2 separate regions of the Salmo salar genome follow, and region 2 is linked to region 1. The links are chromatin contacts, called in public Hi-C maps. All regions are on one chromosome and are shown on one strand. The core of a region is the stretch at or near the end of the contact, and the rest is flanking DNA. Distances in the headings are between cores, read along the strand shown.

Region 1 (6,608 bases), core at 2,536-5,035:
TAAGGCCAGAGGAGGTGTGGTATATGGCCAATATACCATGGCAAAGGGCTGTTCTTATGCACGACGCAACGCAGAGTTAGAGCAGTAAAAATACATGTTTTGTCATACCCGTGGTATACGGTCTGATATACCACTGCTGTCACCCAATCAGCATTCAGGGCTCGAACCACACAGTTTATAATGCTTATTATAATGCTTATTATAAACCAGGTAGTTTGGGTCCTAAGCATTATAAACTGGGTGGTTCGAGCCCTGAATGCTGATTGGGTGACAGCCGTGGTATATCAGACTGTATACCACGGGTATGACAAAACATGTATTTTTGCTGCTCTAATTACTTTGGTAACCAGTTTATAATAGCAATATGACACCTCGGGGGTTTGTGGTATATTGCCAATATACCACGGCTAAGGGCTGTATCCAGGCACTCAGCAAGAACAGTCCTTAGCCGTGGTATATTGGCCATGGCATCGCGTCCCCTGGCGTCTTGGAGGACGGGTGTTTTGGGAGGGTTGAAAGCTGAAAACGTTCATGCAGGAGCTCGATGATGTCATCTGCGAACTCACTCCCCCAAGTCAGAGGCACCGATTTGTTGTCTTCGTTTTATTTCCCCGCTGAAGTTTCACCAATGCGTCGCGGACCGCAGCACAAACCGAGGAAGTCAGATAACTAAACTTTGCCGTCTAAACGACGTGGGATTTAAGGGATTTAGCGACTGGACATAGATCCGAACAGCCCCTTTTCTGTGGGCGAGCGCGTGAACTTTTACTGGAACCGCAAAAATGAATCGGAGTTTTAATAAATCCCAATCTTCCCTGCAATATTTTGATTGCATCGCGGTTGAAGTGAAAAGCAAGGTAAGCCGACTGGCCTGTCGATGGAACACATTTAGACACCATCATGATCATTTTCTTTGAAGTAGGCTAAATAGTTAGCCTAAGCTACTTGACATGCTCTGGAATGGGGTTTCTGGCTAAATAGACTCGGCTGTGGTGGAAGAGGTAGTAGACCGTACTGCTACTTGTCTAGATTTGACCTGCCACATGCAATGGGAAAACTCACAAACTCTCAACAATTAAGCCACAGTTGGTTAGTTGATGAATTGGTTGTAAACTACTGTGATTTTCACAAGGCAACTTTTTCAAATTTCTAGTGGAAAACCCGCTGAAGATTGGGACTATTCATGCGAATCCTGATGCCATGGCAGATGTTCTAGAAAAACTGGTTTTGCATTGAGGAAGGGTCGATTAAATGTTAATTATTCTAAACAAAGTCTCCTGGTAATTCGCAAGAGTAGCGGTCGAGATATGGTTATTTTTTGCAACATTTGTTGCAACTACACTTGATTGTTTTGCTACTAACAGAGTTGACACTGACAGCGTGTTGATTTCAACACAACAATACGCCGACTGACTTTACAAGATTATAGCCGAGCTTTCTCAACCAAGTTACATTCCAATAGACCTAACACCGAGCTATTTAGATATTTTAACACAAAGAATGTCTCTCATTGTTGCAAAACTAAAATGTAATCGTCTATGGATGTGGGCTAGATACCGAGACATGTTGTATTTATTAGGACAAGCAGCTCTTGACCTGCTGGGTGTCTGACTCTCCCCTTACACTGTAAACATCACTCTAAGTCTGGAGTGTGTGCCAGTTGCCTACCAACCAACAGACACTGTTGGATCAGACGAAAATGTGCCGTTGAAACCATTGGTGGAATAGATCAGTTCAGACGACTAGATCTCTTACTACTGGCCCATGTCGTGTCCTTCCTCCATCCTGACATGTCAATATATTGTACTGATAGTATATTCTTCTACTACTATGATACCTGAGCAACAGATAATGTTCCTCCATCATTCCTCTCTTTCCTCCTCTCGTACAAGGTTTAGGATGGAGCTGGTGCTGATGTTTAGTTTATCCTCAGGTGGATTTCACAGCCTGTACGCTTCATAGGCAGGTTGTATAATCTTTGTGTAGTATTGTGGCTGGCAGTGTTTTGAAGGCTCAAGGCTCTCGTTGGTGAAGTGCATCATTGCACCGTGCCTGCCCGCCGCAGAGCTGATCCCCTCTATTGTTTCAGAGGGCTGAGTGAGTATTCAGCTCTAATTCAGAGTTAATATTCAGTCTCACTAATTCATACCGGGGCTGGAATGCTGCTGACCCATTGTCTGTCTCTCTGTCTGTGGTGAAAGGAGGTCCTCTATCAGGAGCCCTATCAGAGGGTTAGGGCCCCCTTCTGGCCTGTCTCTCCTGGGAAGCCCTTAAGGAGCAAGCAGTTTAAAGTTTTGTTTGTGTGTTTGAAACAACCTCTGACAGGTGGAGAGGAAACTTGTCATCAAGAGCCGTATTGGGTTGGGCTAGGTAGGGCAGGACTAAACGTGTCATCACAGAACTAATTGGCTGTTGTAGTGAGTCAACCAGTGTCATCCTCTAGTGACACAACAACCTAACTCACCATCACCACTCTATTCAGGCCTGTTGGAGTGTGACCTCAGTCAGGCACCATCTCTCCCCACTGAGGGAGTCAATCGGTATCAGCCTCTTAGTGATGTCATAAAGGAGTTTAGTTCCTGTTTTTCACCGACCCAGGAGGATAACCTGTTCTCAGGAGTTGTTCTGATAACACCAGACTAGAACAACGTGGCTTCTCAAAGACGAGCTGTGTTGCAACGGGCTGGTTTGTCTCAGCGCCAGGTGATCTCTGTAGAGCTGTCTTAAGATGGTACTGTAGTATGTCTTCACTCACCCAGCAGTATCTACCTCACCCTCTCCCTCCCTCACCCATCACGGTTCATCTCTCAACCACTGGAATTTGCATCTCCATACACAACTGTCCGTAGCTCGGCTGGGTAGTTTAGATTGTCACACGGGGAAGAAACGTGATAAGACAGAGCAAACAGACATTAGCAAACTTAGTCTGGCCTCCATCCGTGTCAGTCAGCGTGTCGGCCTAATGCTTGAGCAGCGCAGCCTGTCAGTCTGTACCTGTCTGGACCCGATAACATTCTCCTGTGAAAGAGGAGGTGGTGCTCTTTGTTAGTGTGATGTATTATTTTCAGGTTCTGATTCAAATTTAGCTCATGATCTTGTTCAGACTTGTAGCTGGCTGATTCCCTTTAGGCTGTGTTCATGTTTTAAACACAGGCTGGTTTAACAGCTCAGTCACACGGATGACACGGTAACATACTGAAACTGAAAAAGTACACTGACGTCTACTTTTCAACAGCTAACATATCTAGCACTTTTAGGATTCTGTTTTTGAATCCATTTTATTTCGGGGGTTTTTTTCCTCATAAAATCATATCATGACTCAGTGGTTTTCACAAGACCTCAGCCCACAAGCTGAGCGAGAACAGTCTGTCACAAACTCATCACTTATTGTTAAATGTAGGTTTCATTTGATTTATTTTGGTGTGTGTGTGTGTGTGTGTGTGTGTGTGTGTGTGTGTGTGTGTGTGTGTGTGTGTGTGTGTGTGTGTGTGTGTGTGTGTTTGGCATCAGTATGAGTTGGATAACACACCTGGCATCACACTGCCTCACCAACATGTTCAGATGATATTTCACATTGTAATGACAAACTGCATGACAGGCCCAGTCTAACACTAACCTCCCAGCAGTCTAACCTAGGCCTTCCTCTCTGAGAAGATAATTACCGTACCATAGCATACTGCAGCACAGTGCGCCACCATCCACAAGTGACTACTGTTGTAATGTGACTGCTATTGTCAGAGACAAAGCCTAGCTTGTGTTATGCAGGCCCAGTGCCCACGCATACAGTGATAGAGTTTCTACTGGCCATGTCAGTCACATGACCAGAGCTGTGACCCCTGGGTCACCCCAGCTGCTCTCCATGGTGGTCCAGTCTCTCTCTCTCTCTCTCTCTCTCTCTCTCTCACACTCACACTCACACTCACACTCACACTCACACACACACCAGTACAGACAATCACGCCTCTGGGCATCCTGTCTGAGCAAACCTTGGTGTGTGTGTGCGTGCTCAGTCAGTTCGTCCACCCCCATATAATGTTGTTCTGACCCGAACTGTTTTGTCTGTTGGCGTCATCTCATCCAGATAGGCTTGTTTACTGCTGACTCATTCACCTGCATTGTTCCTTTTGTTTCAGGTTCCTTCCCAAATGGCACCCTACTCCCTATATAGTGCACTACTTTTGACCAGGGGCCTTGATCAACAGTACTGGACTACAGTGAGCTCCAAAAGTATTGGGACCGTGACAATGTTAATGTTGTCTTGGCTCTGTACTCCAGCTCTTTTGATTGGAAATGATACAATGACGGAGGTTAAACTGCAGACTGTCAGCTTTAATTTGAGGGGTATTTTCATCCGTATCGGGTGAACCGTTTAGAAATGAAAGCATTTTTGTACATGGGTAGCATCCACGTTAATGTAGAAGTGTTTAGAAACATTCTATTCTTATTTACAATAAGTGACTCAAATGACACTACATTATTTACTATTAATTTATATTGGACAGGAAATGATCTGAAGCACAACCAAAATAAACAGCAAATGCATCCAACGAGTTTGTAGAGTCACAAGCTTGATGTAATAATTTCGTGCTAGGAGTACGGGACCAAATGCTAAACCTTTGACTACTTTAATACACACAAGTGAATTTGTCCCAATAATTTTAGTCCCAACATTTTAGGGGACCATGTACAAAAAGTGCTGTAATTTCTTAACGGTTCACCCGATATGGATGAAAATACTCTCAAATTAAAGCTAATTAACCTCATAGTCATTGTATCATTTCAAATCCAAAGTTCTGGAGTACAGAGCCCCCCCCCCCCAAAAAAAAATTGTCACTGTCCCAATACTTTTGGAGCTCACTGTGTATTTAGGGAAAAGGGTGCATTTAGGACAAGCCTAAACCTCCACTTCCCCCTTGCTTCAGTGGGATAAATGGAGGACATGGACATAGCAATACGGCTCTTTTCTTTACCTGTGTCGTGGCTTGTTTTGAGCGTTACATTGTGTAAATAGTTTTATTGTGGTTAGACTGTCTGTGAAGTTCAGGAAAATCATCTTCTTTAGCCGTCCTGAAGGAACATTGTGTCTGTCTGCCAATTCTGTTTTGGCTGAACATCGTCTAACCTCGGTGGTGGATTAGAGAACAATGTGAAACAGTTGTGACGCTGTGATTACTTAGCGTTTTAGGACTCTGTCCCACTGAGGTCTTTTATGTCTTACTATACGTTTATAGGCCAGGTCGATATCGATCGAGATTCAAGTATAAGGTTGGCTCAAATTGTGTTCAGTGCTGTGCTCTGTCACCAAGCAGCTGTCTTGCTAACCCATCCCTACGTGTTGTCCCTGCAGTACGGAGCAGAGTTCCGACGGTTCTCCGTGGACCGTGTCAAGCCGGGGAAGTTCGAGGACTTCTATAAGCTCATCGTGCACGTTCACCGCATCGCCAACATGGAGGTCATGATTGGCTACGCTGACATCCACGGAGACCTGCTGCCAATCAACAATGACGACAACTTCTGCAAGGCGGTGTCTACGGCCCACCCGCTGCTCCGAGTCTTCATACAGAGACAAGGTGAGGATGAGCTAGACTAATATATGGTGTTGCAGTTTGCTCTATCGGAAACAATCGTTTTCTTCTACGTAGTCATTGGTTATGTAATGATTAGGGACTGTTTTCTCACCTAGCGGTCAGGATCCTTTTGTTTCCCTCACACTGGGGGGGGGTTACTGTCCTGTACTGCTGGTCCTCCATGTGTGGGTGTGTGTGATGGGTCAGTCCTGTGTGCTAACTAAAAGGGAAATGCTTGCAGGCGAAAGGAGGTCGATGGGAACGTCTTCTTTCATGCCAGACATTACTGAACAAAAGCCCTGCTTGAATGATATGCTCCTCACTATGTAGGGCTGAACTGAGCGCTGCTCATCCAAAGGCACCGCTCCTAAACACTGAATGGGAGCCGGCATCCCTCCCCCATATACACAAGGCCTGCGAAGGGCTCTTCCCCCTGTATACCAGGCATGGGACCGGGCATGGGAAGTCGACTGCAGCCGGCCCCAGCATACAAATGCATCCATCACCTTTCATGTGGAATGTTCACGTCATTGGCTGTGTTGTGTTTCCTGGTGTACTGTCCCGAAACGTACTGCTACAGTTCGTTTTATGACAATACTCCCAATGATTTTAATACAAGAGACTGAACAAAGTGGGGTGTTATCATGGCACATTGCTGACACAAAGGATTTGTCTGTTGAAAGGATGCCGCTCCAGTAGGAAGGAAGATTATACAATGCCTCTCCTAACAAAGAGTTAGTTTTATCAGGTGTTTTTTTTTGTGAAGGGTTAAGTAATGATAGTGAAGTATTCATATGTGTGCAGCAGGGCAAGGTGAACTTATTGCACTGGAACTCATGGTGTAAGCGTGAGTACTATTTACAGGAATTCGCACTGTAGTTTCTTTGGAAATGAGTCAGCATTCTGGAGCTGTGTATTGAACCTTACTGGAGGCCATTGTTCTAACATCTAGTCATACTGAGGCCTATTCCTGCCTGTGTATCTGGGAGTAAAAATCCCCAATGGTGAGTAGCGCTGGGTAGTACCAACCTACAAGCCTAC
Region 2 (7,269 bases), core at 275-2,774, 45 kb after region 1:
CACCCCTCTCACTTCACCGCTAATGAATCCTTATCTTTACTGTTTACTCAACTCATCTGCTTGGCTGTGAACCCTGTTAGTTACAGCAGGCAGGGGGATGTGAACCCTGTTACAGCAGGCAGGACTGCTAAGAGGTGAAGGTGATAACATCTGAATCTGCATCTGCTTAACCTCACTCATTCACTTTCCTACACTGTGTTGGGCACACACATTGAGATCCAAGTACGGATCCAGTGGTACTTTGGTTTACAAGTGCAATCTATCCATCCATGGTATGGTTAACTTTCATAGAGTACATGGATTCTGTGGGACACTAAGCCATCCATCGGTGGTTTGATTTTTGTATGGGATTCTTCTCACCATTATTCACATTGTAGTTCAAGGTTTTTAAGCTGGTTTGCAAAGTAGTTTTTTTAATTTTTTTTATTTTTTACAGTCTTATTGTTGTTTCAACTTTAAATCTCCATGTTAGTACCAGGATTAACATTGGATTATCAACCTATTTTGGTTCACATATGTAATTTTTGTTACTCTTTCCTTTTTCTCTCCCCATAGGCTGCTTTGGTTACCTTGACACTGTTCTTATGACCATAGTGATGTTATTCCATGCATATCTTTACTATGCACAGTCAGTTCAACCCTATTGAGTAGTGCTATACTGTGTTGGTCACTTCCCCCTACTGGTAGTACCCTGTACCATCGACTCAGTGTGAGCCCACATATTCACGCCAAGGAAATATTACAGGTTTTATATTTATTACAGAAACGTCTAGATTTTTCTGGAATAATGTCTATTGTTTTACTTTCTCTCTTAATGTACATAAGGATTTTATAATAGATTTTTACAAGGGAAAAACAATGACAAATGAACAAATAATTCCATGCGGTATTATGGTACGAGGATGATTATGATGGGGAATATTTCAGCATATGATGTAAACTGGACTGGTTTTATTCTATGAGATGATGATGATGATGCTGTACAGACATTGATATACATTCTCCACACATATTGGAGGAAAGGTTTGTAAACACTTTGTGCCTTTTAATTCATTTTAGTCCAGATATGTACTGAGCACTCAAATGTAAACAACAATTGAATGGATATTAGGGCTTGATCTGTAATTGCTCAATCAATATTTAGTAGGCCTAGGTGCTCTTTCAACATAGTAAACCATAAGTATCACTTCAACTAATTTCCACAGTTGAAATTTAAACTCTTAATGCAATTAATTTGAATTGTATTGTGAATATTGTGTTTTATATTTTCTTACTGTTTTTTTGTACGTTTTGGGAGATACATTTTGAAATAAAGGTTTAAAATGCACTTGCTGTCCAGTTTTTCATTCCCATTTTCTATTGTAGAAAGTTGACTCGTGGTTTGCTGTGTTTCTACACGTTTAATGGCGATTGAGTCATCAGATTTCAGTATTCAACTTCAGAGGAAATTAGTGAGAAAGAGCCCTGATTTAAAATAGCGCCTTTTCGCTTAGTTCTACTTGATCCTTGTGAGCCGCCATCAACAGATTCAACCACGTGACTTAATCAGCTGACAATCGTAACACGGTAGCTGAAAACAAAAATAAACAAAAGGGGGAAAAAAAGATGGAGCCTAGGATGGAAAATAGGGTAGATATTCTCTCCCCGCTGGAGGAGTCCAGTGCCGAGGTGAGTCGGGACAGTGGCATCGTGTCGCAGAGTGTGAGCAGTTTATCCATGTTGAGCGAGGCCCTAAGCAATGGTACCGTGTCGCAAAGCCCCAGCTTCGACGCAGCAGTGTTGCGGAGTCCGAGCTTCAACTCCGAGGAAAGAGACACGGACCCAGACCACAACGAGGAGGATGAGATACTGAGACACACTGCCCTCAGTTACTCCTCTTACATCAGAGATACTGCTGGAGACGAGGTTAGAATTAATCAACCTTTCCGATGGATGTCAAATATATCATCCTGTCTATGCTGGGAGGTGCAATAGCGCTAGCCAAAGCTAAGCTAGAACTGGATACGCGTGACAAGAGAAATGTCGCTTGACTGGTTATAACCATGTCCTGCTTTGTTTACCCCACAGATCCTGGGTTTGGAGAAAAGTCTGGAGGAAATGCTTACTAGGGTGGATGAATTTGTTGGAATGCTTGACATGGTACGTGCTCAGAGATCGGCAGTATTTGAAATATGTATTTCGTTTACTTGAGTAATTTGTATTACACAAGGCTGAACTGCACTCTATTGTATTTTTTAACAAGATACTTTCAGGAGCTGTAATTTTGTAATTTTGTATTTTCAAAATACTAAAATCCTTTTCTATACCATTTATTTTTTATAGCGGTTCGCAGTTTTGTGGGCCCCTCTCACCCTGCATTGGTATCAGAAGTCTGATGGCACTATGGTGTGATAAGAGAATCTGTGAAATCAGGGCTGTCCAACCCTGTTCCTGGAGAACTACCATCCTGTAGGTTTTCACTCCAACCCTAATCTAGCACACCCGATTGTAATAATTAGCTGGTTGATAAACTGAACCAGGTTAGTTACAACTGTGGTTGGAGCCAAAACATACAAGGTACCTCTCCAGGAACAGGGCTGGACACCCCTGTGCTAAATTAACTAAATATAATTGTATATGTAGAAATTGACATTTGCAAAGCATGCTGAGTATTATTGTAATGAGTTCTGACTGACACTTGGCCAATAATACCCAGTGTGCTTTGCAGTTCATTTTGGTATGTTCATTTTCATATTTACATTTCGGTCATTTAACAGACGCTTATCCAGAGTGACTAACAGTCAGTGCATTCAACTAATGTAGATAAACAACATATTACAATTAGAGCAAGTCAAATGTTTCTGTAACCGTTACTTACTGAGAATGTTGTTGCTGTTCGCGCCGACTACTTGGAAATGTATTTCTGTATTTTGTAGTTTGATACATAGTTTTTGATGGTATATTGCCATTTGTGCGCATCCCTATATGTGCTGCTCATGTCTTTGTCTGTGAAAGTGGGTGAGAAATGTAATTTTCTTCCTCTGGTTATAGATCCGCAACGACACATCGCAGATTGTCAACGAGAACCTACCTCAAATACACAGAAAGTCAGAAGAGATGAGGCAAATATACAGAAAGATTGACAAGTTGGATGTAAGTGTGATTTACTTAACGTTATTGTTAATGACCAGGATGATGTCATTGAAATCCTGACATGATCTGTGTACCAAATGGCACCCTATTCTCTATATTTGGGGCACAGATATGGTAGTTCTGTATCTGACCCTGTTCCCTGGTGTTGTGTCCAGGTGTTTGTGAAGATGGTGGGTGCCAATGTGAATGTCATGGAGGAGCATGTCACTCAGGCAGAGAAGGAACAAGGAACCCTGCCGGGCGCCTTCAGAAAGATCTTCCGTACCATTAGTGTCCCGAGCTTTCTAAATGTGAGGATTCAATCAATCAATGCACATCTCAGTCAACCATTAAGGCAATATCCATTTGGAATGTAAATGCTGTATTCCTATACTTAATCACTATTCCCCCTGAGCCAGTATCTCTATGTTTTTTATTTTATTTAACCTTTATTTAACTAGGCAAGTCAGTTAAGAACATATTCTTATTTACAGTGACGGCTTACCCTGGCCAAACCCTAATCCGGACCATGCTGGGCCAATTGTGCGCCGCCCTATGGGACTCCCAATCACGACCGGTTGTGATACAGCCTGGAATCGAACCAGGGTCTGTAGTGACGCCTCTAGCAAAGTCTTCTCTAACGCCCAAGAAGCTCCGACTCAAACTGTCATTCACCAGCTCTGCAAGCGTTAAGTCAAAATACGTTCGCTGATCACCAAATGTGGAGTTTCGCTGAGCAACTATCTTCATTTGCTCCCGTTACGGCCGGTATGTACTTCCAAAAAAAGCTATAAATAAAAATGTACAAGCATCTGAAAAAAGCCTACTTGGCACCTCCAATCACTCATTATTGCCACGCACAGGTCGGAAGTCTACAACAGCTCAAACATTGAAGGTGCCGAAGAGACATTTTTTTCAGTTTCTTACAAAAAATGTCCATAACGGGAGTACATCAAAATCAAATGTTATTTGTCACATGGGGGTGGCAGGTAGCCTAGTGGTTAGAGCGTTGGACTAGTAACCGAAAGGTTGCAAGATCGAATCCCCGAGCTGACAAGGTAAATATCTGTCGTTGTAAATAGTCCGGGTGGCCATTTGATTAATTGGGGGTAGAAGCTGTTAAGAAGCCTTTTGGACCTAGACTTGCGCTCTGGTACCACTTGCCGTGTGGTAGCAGAGAGAACAGTCGTTCACTAGGGTGGCTGGAGTCTTTGGCAATTTTTAGGGCCTTTCTCTGACACCGCCTGGCATTGAGGTCCTGGATGTCAGGAAGCTTGGCCCCAGTGCTGTACTGGGCAACTATCATCACAAAGATGGTTGCTCAGCAAAACTCCATATTCGGTGATCAACAAACGTATTTTGACATAACACTTGCAGAGCTGGTGAATGGGAGTTTGAATCAAATCTTTCTGGGCTTTATAGAAGTCTCTAACGCACAGATACTGGTTCATATCTCCCCCTAATTACAATATATCTTTTAAAATATTTGTTGAACTTTTTTCCCATTTTTCTACCCCAATTTCGTGATATCCAATTTGTAGTTAATCTTGTCCCATCGCTGCAATTCCCGTACGGACTCGGCAGAGGCGAAGGTCCTCCGTGCGTCCTCCGAAACACGACCCTGCCAAGCCGCACTGCTTCTTGACACACTGCTTGCTTAGCCCGGAAGCCAGCCGGACCAATGTGTCAGGGCACACCGTACAACTGGCAACTGAAGTCAGCGTGCATGCCCCTGGCCCGCCACAAGTAGTCGCTAGAGCGCGATGGGACAAAAACATCCCTGCCGGCCAAACCCTCCCCTAACCCGGACGATGCTGGCCCAATTGTGCGCCGCCTCATGGGTCTCCCAGTCGTCGTTGGCTGCGACACAGCCTGAGATCGAACCCGGGTGTGTAGTGATGCCTCTAGCACTGCAATGCAGTGCCTTAGACTGCTGCGCCACTCGGGAGGCCCCATAATTGCTTTTTTTAATTTTTATTATTGTTAAATGGTAGTTGTCCTGACCTATACATTGCTCTCAGTGGATGTATTTGTATTTTCAGAACTGCATTGTTAGTTAAGGGCTTGTAAGTAAGCATTTCACAGTAAGGTCTACAACTGTTGTATTCAGCGCATGTGACAACATTTTATTTTATTTAAATCCATAACTTTTGTCTCTGCAGAAACCAGCCAGCCCCAGAAGGCAGCAGCATCAGGAGCTTCCCCCAGTGTTGAGAACAGATGATTATTTCACCCCACACCCAGGACACTGAAAGTTTGTCTCAAATGGCACCCTATTCCTTACATATTGTATTACCCATTGTTTTCTGGTCATCAATAGTGCACTATATAGGGAATAAGGTGCCATTTTAGGAGGCTACTTGAAACAGATACCTGCAGCTGCCACACATCACACATGCAATGGTCAGCCTGACTCCTCTAGGTCAGGTGACCTCAGTCTGCATGGCTGTCTTGACTGGACCAGAACCATAGATGGATACGGCTCTGGACCTGACTACAGACAATAATACTAGTGTCCTCTGGACTGGAGGATCTGACAGTACAACAGTTTCAACAAGCAATATAGTGTTGGCTCTCTCTCACTATCAAGTGGCTGTGAAGACGCTGAAGAAATCAGACTGGATGCGGACACCTGAAAAAGGAAAATTGTGTTATTGATCTAAAGACTTTTCTTCTTCAAGACTCTGTTTTTCAAGTGCCTCTGAGTGTTTCCCTTTATTTTATTGCGTGATCACCTGTTTAATTAAATTGCTATAAGGAAAATGTTATTAATCATCACACTTGTACTCTCACCAATAGTATGATTTGAAGTATATGATGTTCAAGCTTGAGTAAACCATAACATGACGTTTTTATAATGCTATTGTTTCCTGTTTGTATGGCCTAATACTGGAGTGGAATTGGCACTTTGTAATTCTCAACACACTGCACCAAGCAACATTTATTTGTTGAACATATTTTGTCATAGTTGTATGTTATTTGATACTTTTGTCACTATTGACTTTATTAGTAAACCCTCATCTGGAAAGATGTTATTGAGTTTCACACCACCACAGATATCAAAATATATCAGAGGAATACACAGCTAGCTGCTACATAAAGCACTTGTTGAAAACTAAACTATTTTATGTCACTTTCTCTTGGCTACAAAGAGCTCATGTGTAAAATAACAAATTAACTAAATAAGAATTTGTTCTTAACTGACTTGCCTAGTTAAATAAAGGCTAAATTAAAAAAATCTGATTCTCAATGCTATACAAAAGTATACATTGTCATATCCATTAACTCACAGTTGTCCATGTAGGAATTTGTTCTTAACTGACTTGCCTGGTTAAATAAAAAAGATTCTCAATGTTATAGAAAAGTATACATTTTCATTAAACGTAACATATAATATACATTTCATTATCAATGGGCTGAATATAATTGAGCTACCAAGGTTGGTTGCACTTTGGCATTTCTCCCATATCATTTTGATGGAAACGCCCATTTGGATGCCATTCACGCTGGTAGGTACCCGTCAATCAAACCGAAGAGCGCATCTATTGGTTGTTTAGCCCCAGTATATGACAACACAAGTTTTTTTTCTCTGGACGAAGCGGGAGAGACCTGTTGTGCATCCACATTGGATTACTAGCTAGTTGCATATTAAGGTAAGTTTCATATTAAGTTTTAAACAACCATTCAACATGTAGTTTATAGGGGAAATAATTATTTGCAACACAAAGTAAAAGTTAAACTGTATTTTTCTGAGTGGAATGATGTTCTGACATTAAACTAGTTAGTTCGCGAGCTAGCTTGCTACTGTATATAACTAGTTCGCTATGTAACGCAGTATTCATTCCGTTAACTGACGTTAGCTAGTGTTTCCAGTTTTGAGATCTAGATAGCCATTCTCGTGCTCATGTTCTCTTGATAAGTGGATAAGTACATGATGACAAACTGTGAAGTTTTATCCTTTCCATTCATTGCAATTCCAATAATTCAGAATGATTCTGCAACACGTGGAATGTGCTCATCAGGGATGCGCTGTTGGCTACGTCATATTCAAGTCGCTTTTTCCTCTCCAGATTCCAACCTGCACTTTGAATCATGGCAAGCAAACCGGTGTGGGAGCAGATAGGTGCAGGATTTGTGCAACATTATTACCAACAGTTT

Evidence for each region. Hi-C and Micro-C count contacts between places; a contact is called where the count stands out from the background.
Region 2: a contact with region 1 is called in a Hi-C map of gill, with 3 times the contacts expected there. The contact joins the promoter of LOC106588585 here to the enhancer-like site in region 1. A contact is called at or near these places in 2 of 3 Hi-C or Micro-C datasets (gill and muscle).

Annotation. Positions count from the first base shown.
Region 1 is chrssa27:16,621,451-16,628,058 of Ssal_v3.1, forward strand. It overlaps the pseudogene LOC106588584. Among protein-coding and RNA genes, the nearest start is that of LOC106588585, 46 kb to the right of the region's middle. Within about 2 kb of position 3,786, at least 3 of the 13 cell types and tissues checked have an H3K27ac peak or open chromatin away from gene starts, as enhancers often do. A contact at or near this core is called in gill, where this site is marked.
Region 2 is chrssa27:16,669,199-16,676,467 of Ssal_v3.1, forward strand. LOC106588585 (biogenesis of lysosome-related organelles complex 1 subunit 4) reads left to right here and starts at 1,525. Exons shown (of 5, transcript XM_014177735.2): 1 at 1,525-1,905; 2 at 2,068-2,139; 3 at 3,031-3,132; 4 at 3,288-3,422; 5 at 5,274-5,971. The coding sequence starts at 1,606. The coding sequence ends at 5,363. LOC106588586 (nuclear transport factor 2) reads left to right here and starts at 6,670. Exons shown (of 5, transcript XM_014177736.2): 1 at 6,670-6,764; 2 at 7,182-7,269. The coding sequence starts at 7,204.